Regions from separate parts of the Gossypium hirsutum genome. Here region 2 is linked to region 1. The links are chromatin contacts, called in public Hi-C maps. All regions are on one chromosome and are shown on one strand. The core of a region is the stretch at or near the end of the contact, and the rest is flanking DNA. Distances in the headings are between cores, read along the strand shown. Region 1 holds the start of LOC107938163 (protein TSS). Region 2 holds the start of LOC107933520 (abscisic acid receptor PYL9).

The links. Hi-C and Micro-C count contacts between places; a contact is called where the count stands out from the background.
Region 2: a contact with region 1 is called in a Hi-C map of leaf, with 1.8 times the contacts expected there. The contact joins the promoter of LOC107933520 here to the promoter of LOC107938163 in region 1. A contact is called at or near these places in 3 of 34 Hi-C or Micro-C datasets (all in leaf).

Annotation. Positions count from the first base shown.
Region 1 is chrA08:101,787,933-101,795,866 of Gossypium_hirsutum_v2.1, reverse strand. It overlaps LOC107938163 (protein TSS), which reads left to right and starts at 5,139. Exons shown (of 27, transcript XM_041074598.1): 1 at 5,139-5,376; 2 at 5,605-5,748; 3 at 5,858-5,919; 4 at 6,498-6,590; 5 at 7,098-7,170; 6 at 7,357-7,674; 7 at 7,784-7,851. The coding sequence starts at 5,688.
Region 2 is chrA08:102,074,100-102,082,033 of Gossypium_hirsutum_v2.1, reverse strand. LOC107933520 (abscisic acid receptor PYL9) reads right to left here and starts at 4,965. Exons shown (of 4, transcript XM_016865752.2): 1 at 4,813-4,965; 2 at 4,526-4,712; 3 at 3,901-4,116; 4 at 3,372-3,826. The coding sequence starts at 4,651. The coding sequence ends at 3,608.

The DNA of each region.
Region 1 (7,934 bases), core at 3,890-6,389:
CTATTTTCAGGTTTACTGTATCTATTTTTGTTTTGGTAGCTAATTAGTTTGATCTCACACTAAGCTCGTATAGCTTACCCCCTCTTTTCTTTCCCCTTTCAGGTACATTTCGGGATTTTGGATGCTGGACTTGGTATGCGAAGGACTAAGACAGTTTTGAGGCTAATAAGTTATTAGTTTGTGGTTTCAAACTTTTATTTGGTTATTCAGTTTTGAATATAGGGTTTTTAACATTGTGGTATAATTCTATTTTACGGTTTAATCATTTTATTATTCTGGTTTTTTTAAATACTCGATATTAATTATTTCAGGAATCGAATTAAGAATGACTAGTTTTGTAAGATTTTCTCACGATCACTTTGGTGGTCAATGTAGCATTCCGAATTCGGTTTAAACTTCTAGGCCGAGTTTGGGGTGTTACAAGGATTGATGACAATATTATGATAAATAATTGTATTCATTTAGTAATCTTAATATGATGTAGTCATGTGCTTAAATTTCATTTTACTTAAAATTTAATGTATATTTTTTATTTTAATATCATACATATTTCATGTGTTATTTAAACACATATTTATATTCTAAATTTGTAGTTTCACACGCATACACTTGTGATAGAATTTCTAGTATTTACTAATTTGAAATATATATGATTTATATGTTAACATGTATTAATTGATATCAAGACATGTCAATTAGCATCACATACTACTTGCCAAAACATAATTTGTCAAACTGTCATTTTTATTTATTTTATGAGTCGATTGCATCAATAATCCTCAAACTTTCATTTTAAATCGATCTCTAAATTTTAAATTATTTTAATTATATCTTTAAAATATTGAGGTTATACCAATTAGGTCCTTTTGTTACTAAAGTTGTTAATGTAAATGTTAAATGATAAATAAGATCTTACGTGACATAATTTTATAAAAAATTAAAAAATAAATATTATAAAAATAGATTTTTTTTATATCCTAGGTTTGAGATTTCCGAAGCTTTTACAGAAGTGTTATCATCATAAGCGAAGCCAGAATAATTTTTTATGGGGCCGAATGAAATTTTAATTTTTTATAGTCTATATCTTTATAATTTTTAAAGTATTAAATCGAATTTTTATAATTTTAGAGGGGCAAAAGTATAATTTTACCTTTACTAATTTAAAATTTTAAAAAAGTTAGAGAGCCTAAATAGCAATTTTTATTTTAGGGGGGCCGGGGCTCATGTCAGTCCCCCCTAAAATCGCCTCTGGTTATCATTCTCTCTCGTTCTCTGTCTTCCCCCTCTCTCAATTTTACTTTTAACTTTTACTTTTAAAATTTATATAACAATGTTCTGTTTATATAAAATTTTTATTTTAAATTTAACTACATAAATATTGAAATATCATTTAATAGTTAAATTAAAATTTTTAATTAACAAAAATACTTAATTAATATAACATCAATAATTTAAGAATATAATTAGAATGATTTCAAATTTAAAATTGAAGGATGTGTGGTTCAATTAACTCTTACTTTATTATTCTTTTACTGCCCTTTAAATACAAATGATATCATTTTAGACTTATTTGTAAAATATTTTTATTTCTAATATTATAATCCATTAATTAATAATATTGACAAATTCCACAGGATATGGAAAATGTTTCATTCTCTTCGAGATCAGCAATTGACTGGTTTGAAATTTGAAAATAACATCTCAATGTAATGGGATTTGACCTTATTTTAATTTAGGCAGAATAGTTTCCTCCACTTTCGTGAGTGAGTGTACACAAACATACTCATGACACATGTATAAACTAGGCTGGACAAAGTATTTCTAGAATAATAAATAAATTACTCAATATAAAACTGATTTGAAATATTGGTTAGAGTGTTGGTTGGCACTTAAATAATATAAGTTCAAATCTTATCATTTTTCTTAATATTGTTTTTATAATTTAAGTTTAATATACAATTTCTTAGATGAATTTTGATTTTATGCAATTTTATGAATGAAATTTTAATTTAATATAATATCATTCTATGCTTATATATTATATACACAAATAATTATATTTATCTAATACAAAAATAAATTGATGTATTCATTTTTTTTAAAGTTTTAGATATATATTTAAATCATAATCAAAATTTTATATGTATAATTGCACTAAATTAAAATATAAGTGCCTTATTTTAAATGATAAAAGAATTCAACTAGATATGGCTGTATTGAGATTTGCAATTTTTTTCTTTATTTTTTTTGTTGTATTGATTTTATCGTTATATTTTAAAAAATAAAAATAAAAAATTTAGAATGGGGAGATGAATAATAATATAATGAAAATTGTTTTCACCGTCCATCTATTTTAAATGAATTGATAATCCATCTTTGGTTCAATTCAAAGTTATAGTATTTGATAGTGTAATCAAAACTAATGTAGGATTAGTGAATAAAATTATGCTTTTTTCTTGATAATACAAGATTAAAAAGAACAAACGGTTTTTTAAAAATAAATACGATAAAAGCTATGCACTTTTTTCATAATCGTGATAGCAGTGACGTGGAAATTAAACTTATTTAGTAGCCATGAACTAATCTTCCGCCCTTTCTATGGGTTGTATAATTTTTTAATGTTAAAATAATTCCCCATTTCAGTATTAAAATATTCCAAGTATGTAGCACTATCTCTGTTACATGGTACAATAATCCCCCATTTTTGTATTTACTTCCTTTTAACTCTATATCGTCAAATGCAAGAAGTGTGATAAAGTAATTTGGTCGGTAAGGAATTTATAAAAAAATAAGGAAAATGATTTCGATTTGAATATGAAAAAAAATCAATTCAAAATAAATATTTTTTATATGATCTTATGTTTATTTAATGATATAAAAAATATTTTTTATTAATTATTTATCTCAATAATATCATTTTCAAATTTTTACTCTAAATTCTCTCTAAAAACATTTTATTTTAAAAATCTGTAAAATATAATTTTTTTCAAAAATTTAAAAGTTTTCTTCCTTATGTGGAATATTTTCTTTCTACTCATAGTAAATATATTGGTAGAGGGGGCTGTGGACCCGAACGCAGCACGGATCCTCTTGCTCTCTGTGCCCTGCAATGCAAACTGTCAATGAGGTGGGCAGGTACGGCCTAATATTACAGTACTTTTCAGTTTTTATTATTTTCCCAAAGAATAAAAACATATTACAATTATAACAACTTATTGAATCAAGTAGCGTCTATCAGGTTTTTTTACTAAATTAGGACAATTTTTTTTTTAAATAATACAAATGAAAAATTATGTATCAAAATGGTACATTTGGAGTGGTGCTGTCATAGACCTATAAAATATATTTACTTTAAAAAATGTACCATTTTAAATAAAATTTTTTTATTTTAATACAAAAATGTACCATTTTAGTACATAATTTTTTATTTATATTATTTTAAAATTTTTTTTATTTTTTTATCCTAGTTTAATAAAAAACCCAGCGTCTTCAAAAGAAAAAAAAACTTATGATAATATATAAATAAAATTTTGAGTCAAATATTTTAGATATAAAAAATATAATGTTGAGAGAATTTGTCTTTATTTAAACATTAGGAGTTCTAAAATTAAGGCTTGCATTTTCAATAAAATAAAAATTAAAGTTTGCATTTAATGGATATTATTAATGAACTGTGTTGAAATACAACCCTATTAATTTATAAATAATTATAAGATTTATCATATGTATATGTGCATGAAAATAACGATTTAAAATATAAATTTATTTTTAAAGATAAATACAATAAATAATGAAATATATTATTTGAGATTGATTAATAAAAATAACACATGAAATGTATATAATCTTAAAATAAAAAATTATATTAAATGAATAAAATGAAAATTAAACATGTAAATATATCATATTAAAAATACTAAATGCATTAAAATTATTTATAATGATATTGTCAACAATCTTGCATTAGTGTCAAGTTGGCTTACGACAACAATTTAACCAACAACATTATTCATATGTATAAATATATAAAAATTTAAAACATAGACATAACTTATAAAAATTTTAAATAAAAATTAAAAATTGATTTAGTTTAAATGACAAATGAAAAAAACGATATGAATAATGTATTTAGCTCAAATCTCATCATGTATAAATTTTTATTAATTTATAAAAATATAAAAGAAATAAAAACACTAACATAATCACAACAAAAGGAACAATATAGATTTTAAAATTTATTAAAAATAAATATAATTATTATATTTTTAACTAGTTAGCCTCATCATATATAATAACTTAATATGTAAATGACTACATGTAAATTTATTTTTTTATATTTTAAAGGGTTTTTCACTTAAATAATATAAAATAATAAAATAAATATTAAAATAGGATAAACATCCTATTATTTACCAGACTATGCAAAATGAGCATTATATCATCGATGTCGCCTAAACAATTAGTGGCACTCAATTTTCCTACCGTCAATGATTGCTTGAATCATTAAAATTTAAAAGATTATATACTTTTTTTAAGTGCTACCTGAGCAATTCGCGGCACCAGTATTTCAGGCGAAAAAAATACACCGTTTTAAATTATATTTTTCTAGGTATAAAAAATTAAATATTTAAAATTTTAATGATTCAAGCAATCAGGGGCGAAGCCAGGAGCTGGTATGGGCCCCGTCACCCTAAAATGTAAAATTAATTTTTACTCTTAAATTTTTTTAAAAATTTTAAATTAATAAATATAAAATTACACTTTGACCCTCTAAAATTATAAATATTCAATTTAATTCTTTACAAATTATAAAGATATAAACTATAACAAATTAAAATTTTACCAAATCCCGTAAAAAATTTTTTTGACTTCGTCCTTGTAAGCATTGATGATAGGGAAGATGAGGGTTGCTGGAGCAATTGGTGGGATGATATATACTGTTTATTTGGCCTAGTTTGATAATTAATAAGGTGTTTATCCTATTTCAGTATTAATTTTATTATTTTTTATTATTTCATTAAAAAATTCTATTTTAAAATATACTGCTACTAATAATAATTAATTTTTTTTTAAAAATTCCCAGAAAGTGATTATCAGTGTATAAGCCCAGAAACTGCCATAAAATGGGATATACTCATCTGACTGTTAAATCTCCGCCCTTCCTTCCTTATCATACCTCAAAACCCTCTCTTATATCATCTCTTTCTATTGCCCCCACCGCGGATGAGAGCTTCAACGGTTATGCCCTCTTCGTTATCCCATAGCTGAAATACCTTCCTTTTTTCCAGCTTTTTATTAAAAAAAACTATTCTATCTCTGTTCTTCAACCTTCAAGTCTCGGAAAAATCATCTGTTTTTTGCTGCTGCTGCTGCTTGGTAACCATTGAAATCTTAACTAGTTCCAAAGTTCATATACGTCGGGAAAAAAATTCTGCATAGAAAGCTAGTTTCGATTGGTTTCTGCCATTTATATGTTATATTGGAATTAAAATAAGAATTGGGTTATACTCCAAAACCTGCTTTTTACAAATATGTTTTATCGTTTGATTAATTTTTTGTTTATGAAGATGACGATACGTAACAGGATTCATTTTCTTGGTACAGGCGTGCAGCTATAAATATCTTATCTAAAAGAGCTTAAAGTTAGAAATTCCCAGTTCCCATCCCCATCTACCCCAAGGTTGAAAATGGCTCCAAGGAACAGCCGAGGAAAGGCCAAAGGAGAGAATAAGAAGAAGGAAGAGAAGGGTATTACTCTATTAGTATTTCTTAATCGTATTTGATAAATTACTCAAATTTAACCGCGGCGCCCCGCCCCGCCCTGCCCGGCGCGGGCCTTTTTTCATTTTGTTTGCAGTTCTGCCGGTGGTGATGGACATCACCGTACACCTCCCCGATGAAACTCATGTTATTCTCAAGGTTGGTCCCTGTGTTTTTAATATTTTCATTTTCATGTTCTTGAGCCTCCCTTAGCGATTTTGTTTATCATCGTGGCACCATGTGCGTGTATGTGTGCGCGTTTTCTTTTAAATTTTAAGAGGCCTCTTTTCGTTTTTCATGCTTTTGGAGCTGGATTTCGCTACACAATCGTCTTTTCGTCAGCAACCATTTTATTAATAATTCTTTGGGTCCCAATTCTCAGAAATTAAATATCTCAACCAATTATGGAAATGGAAAGCAGTTAAGCTTTAAATTTTTATTTTTTATTTTGAGTTGAGCTTCTTTAAATGAAGTTTGGAATTTGGAAGAATTTATCTTCTATTTAAAAAAATAGAATTCGTTTTAATTTTAAATTTAATTGCGACTTAGTATATTCCAAGAATAGATAATATTTATCTTTTCGACCTTTGAAATGGAGTTGGTTGCTAATATGTTGAATATATAAATATGTGCAGGATATAACAATACGCTACAATTTTTTTTAGAATTATCATTATTATTTAATTTTCTTTTTACAAATGGGGTAAATTTTATAATTTGCAAATAAAAATGGGCAGGGGATATCGACAGACAGGATACTAGATGTACGTCGTCTTTTATCGGTGAATACGGAGGCCTGCAACATCACAAACTTTTCCTTATCCCATGAGGTAAGGTCGTGAGGGTACATGCATTTCTAGTACAAATAATTTTTGGTAAACTAATTTACAAATTTTTTATTTTATAATTAGAAAAATTATTAGGCCCTTTTATATAATTTAATTTAAAAATTAATAAATTTTCGACCAAATATCAGAAAAATCATGTCAGCTTCAAAAGAATATGACAGCAGAAACGACACACAGATCATGTTCAAGTTGATAAAATAGCTCTTGGAAATATCATGGCCATCATTTTCCGTCTCCGAAATAATGGACTGTAATTTTGTTTACGTCTTCTTTAGAAGAGGAAGAAAAGAAAGGTGCATCTCATTTTGCACTATATACAAAATTTATTTAAATTAATGTTTTCATAAATATTCATAATAATGAAATTAATTAATATACTAAAAATTTCATATTCCTGTTTTCCATTTATTATTATCGTTTTTATTATAAACTCGAAAATAAGTAATAACCGCGGTTAAAATGAAAATTTTTCTGTTCTAACGGTTACAGGTAAGAGGGCTGCGGTTAAAAGACACCGTGGACGTTTCGGCGCTCAGACCGTGCGTATTAACCTTAACGGAAGGTAAGCTAAAGAGGGCAAAAATGTAAATGTATTTTTATAAACGTTGATTAGTTACGACGTAGACAAAAAATATACGCTGAAAAGACACTTTTGCTTCTCGCGACTTCAGTCTCATTTCCCTCCAAAAAAAAAAAAAACCTAACTGCTACTTTCTCTGTGTTTTAAAATTTGAAAAAATAAACCCAGATGATTATGATGAAGAGAGCGCAGGGGCGCACGTTAGACGGGTACTGGATATTGTGGCTTGCACAGCGAGCTTCGGCTCATCTGTCACCGCCAAAGATCAGCTGAAGCCGGACGCCAGTAAGAATGCGGCGGTTGCGCAGGAGAAAGGCTGTGCAGCAGCTAAGAAATCCGTCTCCGGTGCGAACAAGGAATCGGCTTCGAAATCTTCTACGAAGGACGTGCCGGTAGATGCAGAAGGAGAGATGAGCCATTCTTGCCCTAGCCTCGGCACTTTCTACGATTTCTTTTCCCTCTCTCATCTCGCTCCTCCTCTTCAATGTACTGTTTCTCTCTATAATTGTTTCCGTCTTTATTTGTTTGCATTTTTCTCTTGCTCCCTCGCGTACGGTTTGAACTTAGCTTAGCGACTATTCCTTTTCCTTTTCAGTTATAAGGAGGGCAAACAAGCGGCAAGTTGAGGAGATCTCAGCCGATGATCATCTCTTCTCCCTTGACGTGAGATCTTCGTCCTTGAACCTCTCCTTCTTGGCAATACAGTGTCTTCCGGTCTCTCTTGTATCTGTAATATATTTGTTTGA
Region 2 (7,934 bases), core at 3,716-6,215, 290 kb before region 1:
CCTTACTCAAGTGAAATAGCTAAGAGATGTATTGGGGATGTACATGCAACCCTTTTTCACTCTCTTCCAAAGGCTTTGAGCTGCTATATGAAACAATCATAGTTCAAAGTCTTGGGAGAGAGTGAAGAAAAGTTGTCATGATTTTACACATCCATCATCTTATATACATGATGTTGTTTTACTGTGTTTCAAGTTTTTATATTTTGAGGGCTCATTGAAGAAATGCAAGCTTGTGGAAGACACCAAATTTGCAGCAAATATAAAATATTAGATTAACCATGATAATATTTGTTTACTATTACTTCTATACTAACTTCCGTAATAACATCTTTTTTGGTCATGTCGACGATTGTTTGTTTGTTGTGCGGTTCAAGTCACATTTGTGCTTTTTCTTAGATATTGCTAATCGCAGCAAGGTTGTGTTTTCTTTCATACTTTTGTGGCTCTAAATATGTCCCACTTCCTTTACTTGTCTTTTTTTTTTTTCATTAATCTAGTCCTTCTGCATCTCATTTAAGGAATCTAGTTCTTTATTAGCGTAGTTTAAAAATAAAAGTTCATTGACAAAATTGATAACCGACTTGTCAAAGTTTAACGTGTGTTACTAATTAGATTTTAGTTTTTTAATTAGGTGTTTAAATGGTAAAGTATCGCATATTTAAAATTAATTAATACAAAATTTACGAGAGTTTAGACAAAATATTAATATTAAAAAATAGGCTTGACCCAAATAGTAGGTCAATTTAAGATAGGGCCAGGTTTGGGCTCAAGTATTCAAGACCATAGTCTGACCTAAATCGAACTCTTTTCATATTTTTGTAATATATTATATTATGTATAACACATAAAAATTATATCTATAGTAACATATTACTACAATATAAACATATTAAAAAAAAGTGAAGTTGTCTATATAAACAAATTTAATAAATGTAAAATATATAAATTTATTAAATATTGAATTAAAAATAATATAAATGATTTTAAAGTAATTTAAAAAATAATATGAACAAGTTAAAATGAGATTAGATTAATCATTTATAAATATAGATGGGCTTGAATAATATATAAAATTTATATTTTAGACTACACCAAATTTAAATAAATATAAAATATATTAATATTATGTTTAATCATGGAGTGTTAATTATCTAAATTTGAAGCAACCAACAATACCTTGGGGGAGTTTTATTATGTTTGTAAAGATATTCCACAATTGGTTTGTATTTAATGCACCATCAGTTATTATATTTATTTTTAAAAACTTTTAACAAGGTCTGAGCTTGTATGGTGGACATTTATGTATTAATTGTGAATTAAATGCAAACTTTATTTTATGTACCATTTGTTGCGAAGTTTTATTATATCAGTTAATCTGTTTTAATGTTTTAACTGAAAGAAAAGAAAAAAAAAGAAAAAAGAGTTTGTTGGAAATATTTAGTCATATTTGTAAGAAGAAATTGCGAAATCGTACAAAATTTCAGAGACTTTACTAGTAGCATTGTCTATTTTTTAAAATATTTTATAAACAGACCAAAACGTTATAAAAACTGTTGTACTTATAATGAAAAATATATTATAATACGTCTACGATGTAAATGAAAATTATAATTTATAAAATTTGATATAAAAATAAATGAGATTTTATTGACATAGTATAATAAAAATGTTTAAACTCATAATGTTTGTGTTCAAATTTTATTAGCTTTTTAATATAAGACGTAAAAAAAGATAAAAATATTCTCAAAATAATATAATTTATTTTGTAAATCAATACTATTTTAGTGGAAGAGATTAAATTTGCAATATTTAAAATGCCATATAGAACAATGGCAGCATATATATATTTGATTTTGAAAATGTTGGACAGCCGAACCTAGAGATTTCCCAGGTGGAATGCTTGTGGCAACAATGTTTTAGGGCCAGTTCTTCATTGCTTTTGAAAAGTGCTTTTGAAAAGTGCTGTGGAAAAGTGTTTTTGAGAAGTACTTTTGAGAAGTGCTTTGGAAAAATTTAAGTGTTTGATATTGCTGTCAAAAAGTACTTTTGAAAAATGTCTATTTTAAACATGATATTATAAAGTAACAAATATGTATTTAAATAATGTTCAAATTAGTTAATATTATGATATTTTAGTAAAATTATAAAAAAATAATTTATTATAACTTATTGTTAATATTTTAATATATAATATTAATTTTAAATATTTCTAAGTAATTAATGTTAGTTATTTATTAAATTTAATTAGAATATATAAACTATATTTAAATATTAAAATATAATAATTAAATATTTATAATTAGATATTGACACAATTGTATTATTTTAAAAAATATTTTTTATTTTTAATTAATGCTTTTAACACATTTGTAAAACTCATATTAAATAACCAAGAAAGAGAACACAAAATAATAGCATCAAACACATTTTAAGTCAAAAAGTAAGGTTAAAAAGGTAATATAATAGCCAAAAGTGCTTTTTGGCTGAAAAAGTTAAAATTTACTGCTTTTTCATCTCTAAAAAAACTCATCTCAAAAGTTAAAAAATTGCCCCAATGATATGTGTTCTTCATTGCTTTTAAGAGAAAAGCACTTTTTTTTAAAAAAAGTTCATCCCAAAAGCAATAGAGAACACACCCTTAGTGGCCTTATGTTAGTGTTTACATTCCGATACTTAAGTGAGTAAAAAGATCCGTCCTTTGATCTTCTTCCTCCATTACAAATCCTCTTGGAAACAATTACATCATTGAATACACAGGTATGGAAAAGGGTACAACCCGGATTAAGACGAAACGTGAAGTTCGTTAGCCACTCATCTTCATTTATAGAAAGCACAAGAAAACATTTTAATGGAACCAACCAATGACATTGTTACAGCTTCAAAACTAGAAGCGTTACATCCTTACAAGTTTCCAGGATATGAAATGATAATTATTATGTTCTACCAACTTTCTATGACGTGCTCTCACTCTTGCAACTTCCATTCTCACGTGTTTGAAGTTGATTTGTTGCAGAAAATGCAAAAGACTTTCCAGTTTCCACCAAGGTAGGTCTTTTACTTTAAACAAAGATCATCACAAGATGTTTTTGATCAGTTAACGTGCAGTGCAACATTATGACTCAGAAAAAGCTAATCTTGGTGCATTTCCATGGTGTACCGACATTTTTCTGCACTCAAATTAATAGGCTGAGAACTCTACTCAACAAATATCTACTTTTTAAGTTTCCAAAAATGAAAACTAGCAGCAATACCAAAAATGATCCCAACAAGAGACCACTTAAAATAGACACCATCATAAAACATAACTGTACTTCAAATGGTTTCTCCAAATTCATCCTGCTGGGCCTGGCTGCTGCTTCAAATATGGGAAATGGAATTAAAATTCTCCCATCTCTTCTTAATATTAAATATTTACAAATAAGACCGTAGTTTTGGAGGCTTGTAATGAATTCGGATATCTCATAGATAAACTACTTACACAAGCATTTAAACTAAGAACCAAAAGGTGTTAAAAGAGTGTTCCATAACAAAGTGAAAGATGATCATATATCACAAACTCCAAAGATTGTCTTTTTCTTTTTGGTCATCACAATTCCACCTTTTTCAGTTAGTATCGGTTGATAGGCTGTGTCTGATCCATCACAGCCATCCTCTCTGAAACATCGGCTAACGATTTCAGGTTACATCGGATCAAAGCTTCCACGAAGTAACAAGTTTCGTCCGTGGTGTTCCCTTCCGGCACATCCACGACGAACGATTCGATCACCATTGTACCTGGCCTTCCTTCAATTACCTCGGGATGCACCGTCATGATCGAAGAATAATTCTGCAGTCAACAAAATGAGTACCGTGACACAGAAAACAAGTGTTAAGGAAGAAAGAAATGTTAGTATTTTGTACCCTGAGACGGTGGTCGCCGCCGACGATTTTGATGCCTAAAATGTGTTCTTCGTCATCGAGAAGTTCCAACCGTTCGGTGCTGGTGGTGGCCGGAAGTCCGGACTTGACGTTGACCTCTCTAACACTGCCGATCCCGAGGTCCCCTTTCATTATACACCTGCTGACGAAGGGCTTGTACTTTTGAGGCTGGTCAAATCGCCTTACCAATGACCATACCTATCCATGGTTAAAGAAAACAGAAACAGAACAACAAACCCATCGTTAAAATCAGACTTTTACGAACCAACGAGTTAACAGAAATTCATAATCTTGGCTAAAATAGTCTGGGTTCTTTTTTTTTTCTTTTTTATCCGTGAAAAAAATAGAATAAGGCAGAGATAATACATCATACTCGTAGGTTTACTTTTCTTTTTTCTTTTTTTTGGGGGGGGGGTTAAATTTCGACCAAGAACACAGATTTGATTTGATTTTGGGTAACAAACCAAAGAGAATAGATTTGGGTTTCAGCAGATCCATAGGAGAGTAGAAAGAAAAACGTGTCAACGGCCTAAACGGCGGCGAGAAAAACGAACAAAATGGGGAAAAGGGGGGAAATTATAGAGGAGTCTCAAACTGAGGAACTTACGAGATGAACAGGGGCTTTGATGTGTTTAACAAGAGCAGAGGTGCACTGGTCGTCTCTGATGTTGTGCCTGTGATGTCTCTGTATGTACTGGGATTCCATCATACTGTGAGCATCATCACCGTTCATTTCTTCTACCTTTTGTCCCAAACTGATATATAAGGATAAAAACGAGTTGTGTTGTTTGCCTCTGTAAACAAATCAGAAGGTGAAAAATTAGAGGAGAGTAGCAAGAGAGAAGAAAAGCAAGAGATTTGGTGAGGATGTTAACAAAGGGAAGGGGGCCTTACTCTTTAGCCTTTTGCTTTTGGTTTAGGTTTTAGGCATTTGGTTGGGACCAGGCTCAGCCTCTTACTTTCCGTAATTAAATTAAGGTTTTTCTCTTTTCCTTCACTTGTCTATACCCTGTTACCTCTCCATTTTTGTAAAATAGCAAATATTTTGAGATACTTTTCTTATTTTATATTTAAATACATGTTAAAAATCATAAAAATAGAAATAAAAAACATAAAAAGATTTATATCAATTTTAGTAAATTTATTATATAATTAATTCACGTGAATGTTCCTTAATCTAGCATCATACACAAACATTTAATATCTTTTAACGTGACAGCTATTTTCTATTTTCGTACTTGGATAGTTTCATTGATTGACATATCAAAATCTTTTAAATTAAATTAACGTGAACTCCATTTTGAGAAATAAATAAATAAATAATTCTTATTATAAAAAAATATTTCACAACCATTAAAAAATTAAAGTAATTAATTAATATTTAAATATTTAAATATTTTACTATTATAATATTAGGGTAATTTATTAAAAAAACCTCATTTCCAAAAGTATTTACGGAAATAGGCCAATTTTTTTATTATTTACCGAAAAGGTCTGAATTTCCCGAAAGCGCGTCCACGTCAGCGCGAAGTCAGGGGATGTGTCAGCAAAACGCGTCCTTGGGGGAGCATTTTGCCTCTTTTTTTAAGGTTAGATTTTTTGTGCTTGATTTGGGGTTTTAGGGTTTAAGGTTAGGGTTTTAAGGTTAATTAAATAAGGGGTTTATGGTTAATTAATTAAATTAACTATTAATTTTAAAAAATCAATTAAATTAGGGTTTAGGGTTTTAGGATTAATTAATTAAATTGGAGTTTAAGGTTTTAAGGTTTAGGATTTTATTGTGTTTATGGATGCACTATCAGTAAAATTACTAAAAAAAGCTTCCACGTGGACATTCTTTTGCTACAGTAGTATCTGAAAAAATAATTTTGATAAGATGTTTCTGAACAAATAGTATCCAAAACGCTTCAAGCAGGATGCACTGTTAGCAAAATTATTGAAAAAAACTCCCACGTGGACGCTCTTTTGCTATAGCAGTATATGGAAAAATAATTTTGAGAAGACGTTTCTGAACAAATGGTGTCCAAAATGCTTCAAGCATGATGCACTGTCAGCAAAATTACTGAAAAAAGCTCACATGTGGACGCTCTTTTGCTACAGTAGTTCCTATATGGCCTTAGACTATAAATAAGTCAAATTTCATTCTTAGGTTGTATAAGTTACAGCAAGAGAAATTGAGGCTAAAGTAGAATAGAAACTGAAGATGAGTGAACGTATTAGTGTTGTTATTTACTATGATGTGAGGTCCGTGACACGAAGAACGGCGTTGTTTTTTTATCGGAGAGCATAACACGACTGGTTTTTAACCAGGACATAGATTTGACAGAACTTCGTAAAAGAATTAGGCGTAAAATCTTCGGAACGACGCCAATGAAAGTTTTGTCTATTAAGTATCGATTTTGTGCTTCGGTTGATCCCGTGAGATATGACTCATTCGACATCAAAGGTCCTCGTAGCTTGGAGGCAATAGTGCAAACTCATATTGCTAGTGAATCACCCTATCTTGAGTTATATGTACAATTTTCATCACCAAATGATGCATTTGAGACTTCAACATCTACTGCTGTTCGAAAGGAATACACGACCCATGCCTGACACTCTGTAATGGGTGGCAAAACACGAAAGCGCCCGTGTTTGGTAGTAGTATGGAATACACAACCCCTGCATGACACTCTGTTGGTGGATGGGACATGCACCTTGGTGGGTCGATGTTTGATACTGGAAATACGTACTGGGAATGACATCAACTTTTAGTGGTTGGCAATCCACATCTGATTGGGGATGTTATGAAACGTCCACAAGAAGGGATGATGTACTCCCTACGACATCCACCAGCTAGGGGACCTCTTTCGTTGCAAATGCTGGTAGGTCAGATGATGAGTCCGATATGGATCCACCTTAAGAGCTCGGCCCCGATGGTGCAGAAGTTGCATTATTTTCTGAACCGGAGTCTATTCCAACCATACCTGAAGATGTTAAAGGGGGTTCAAATGAAGAATAAGAAGATCTGCAATTCAGGGCGTACTCGCCTCCAGCCCACATGCATAATGTCGATCTATCTCAAGATGATACTTTGGAGTTTTCAGATCTACCACACAGAAGTAATAACCGTACAAGTTCGTCATTAGATTCGGTTCAATTGGAAGTTGGTAAGGATTTTTCCAATAAGGATAGTTTTCTTGGCATATTGAAACAATATAACATCATGAACGGGGTTAACTAAAACATGGTTAAATCCAAATACGATAAGTTTGAGGCCAAGTGTGCAACGCAAGACGATATATGTTCATAGAAAATCATGGCCTCATTGAGGAAAAGGACAGGCTTGTGGGAGATAAAAAAGTACAAAGGTCCACATACATGTGTTGGCAGTACAGTATCATTAGGTGTTTAGGGTTTTTAAATAATACTGTTATTACGTAATGTTGTATTATTTAACGTACTTCATTGATAGGTGTTTCACAAGATCATCCCAAGATTGATTCAGATATGTTAGCTAGCTTAATACTACCAACAGTGAAGAAGGATCTAAGGACTTCAGTGCTGGTCTTAATTGCCAATATTCATAGCCAATTGAGGTATACGCCTTCTTACCGCAAGGTTTGGATAGCTAAGTAGCAGGCGTTGGAAAAGATGCATGGTAAGTGGGATGCATGGTAAGTGGGATGCTTCATATAAGAAAATGTGGCAGTGGTGTCAGGTGCTGGAGAGATTTGTCCCAGGTTGCATAACAGACCTTGAAACGACACCTGCGTACTACAACGACCGATTACTCCGTGGATACCAAGTGTTCAAGCGTCTGTTCTGGAGCTTTAAGCAATGTCGGGACGCATTTCTATACTACAAGCCATTGGTACAAATTAATGGTACCTTTATGTATGGTAGATATACTCATCGATTATTGTTAGCTGTGGCACAGGATGGTAGTGGGAGAATCCTTCCAATTGCGTTTGCAATAACATCTGGGGAGTTAGCTAATGACTGGGATTTCTTTCTTTCTAGGTTAAGGAGGCATG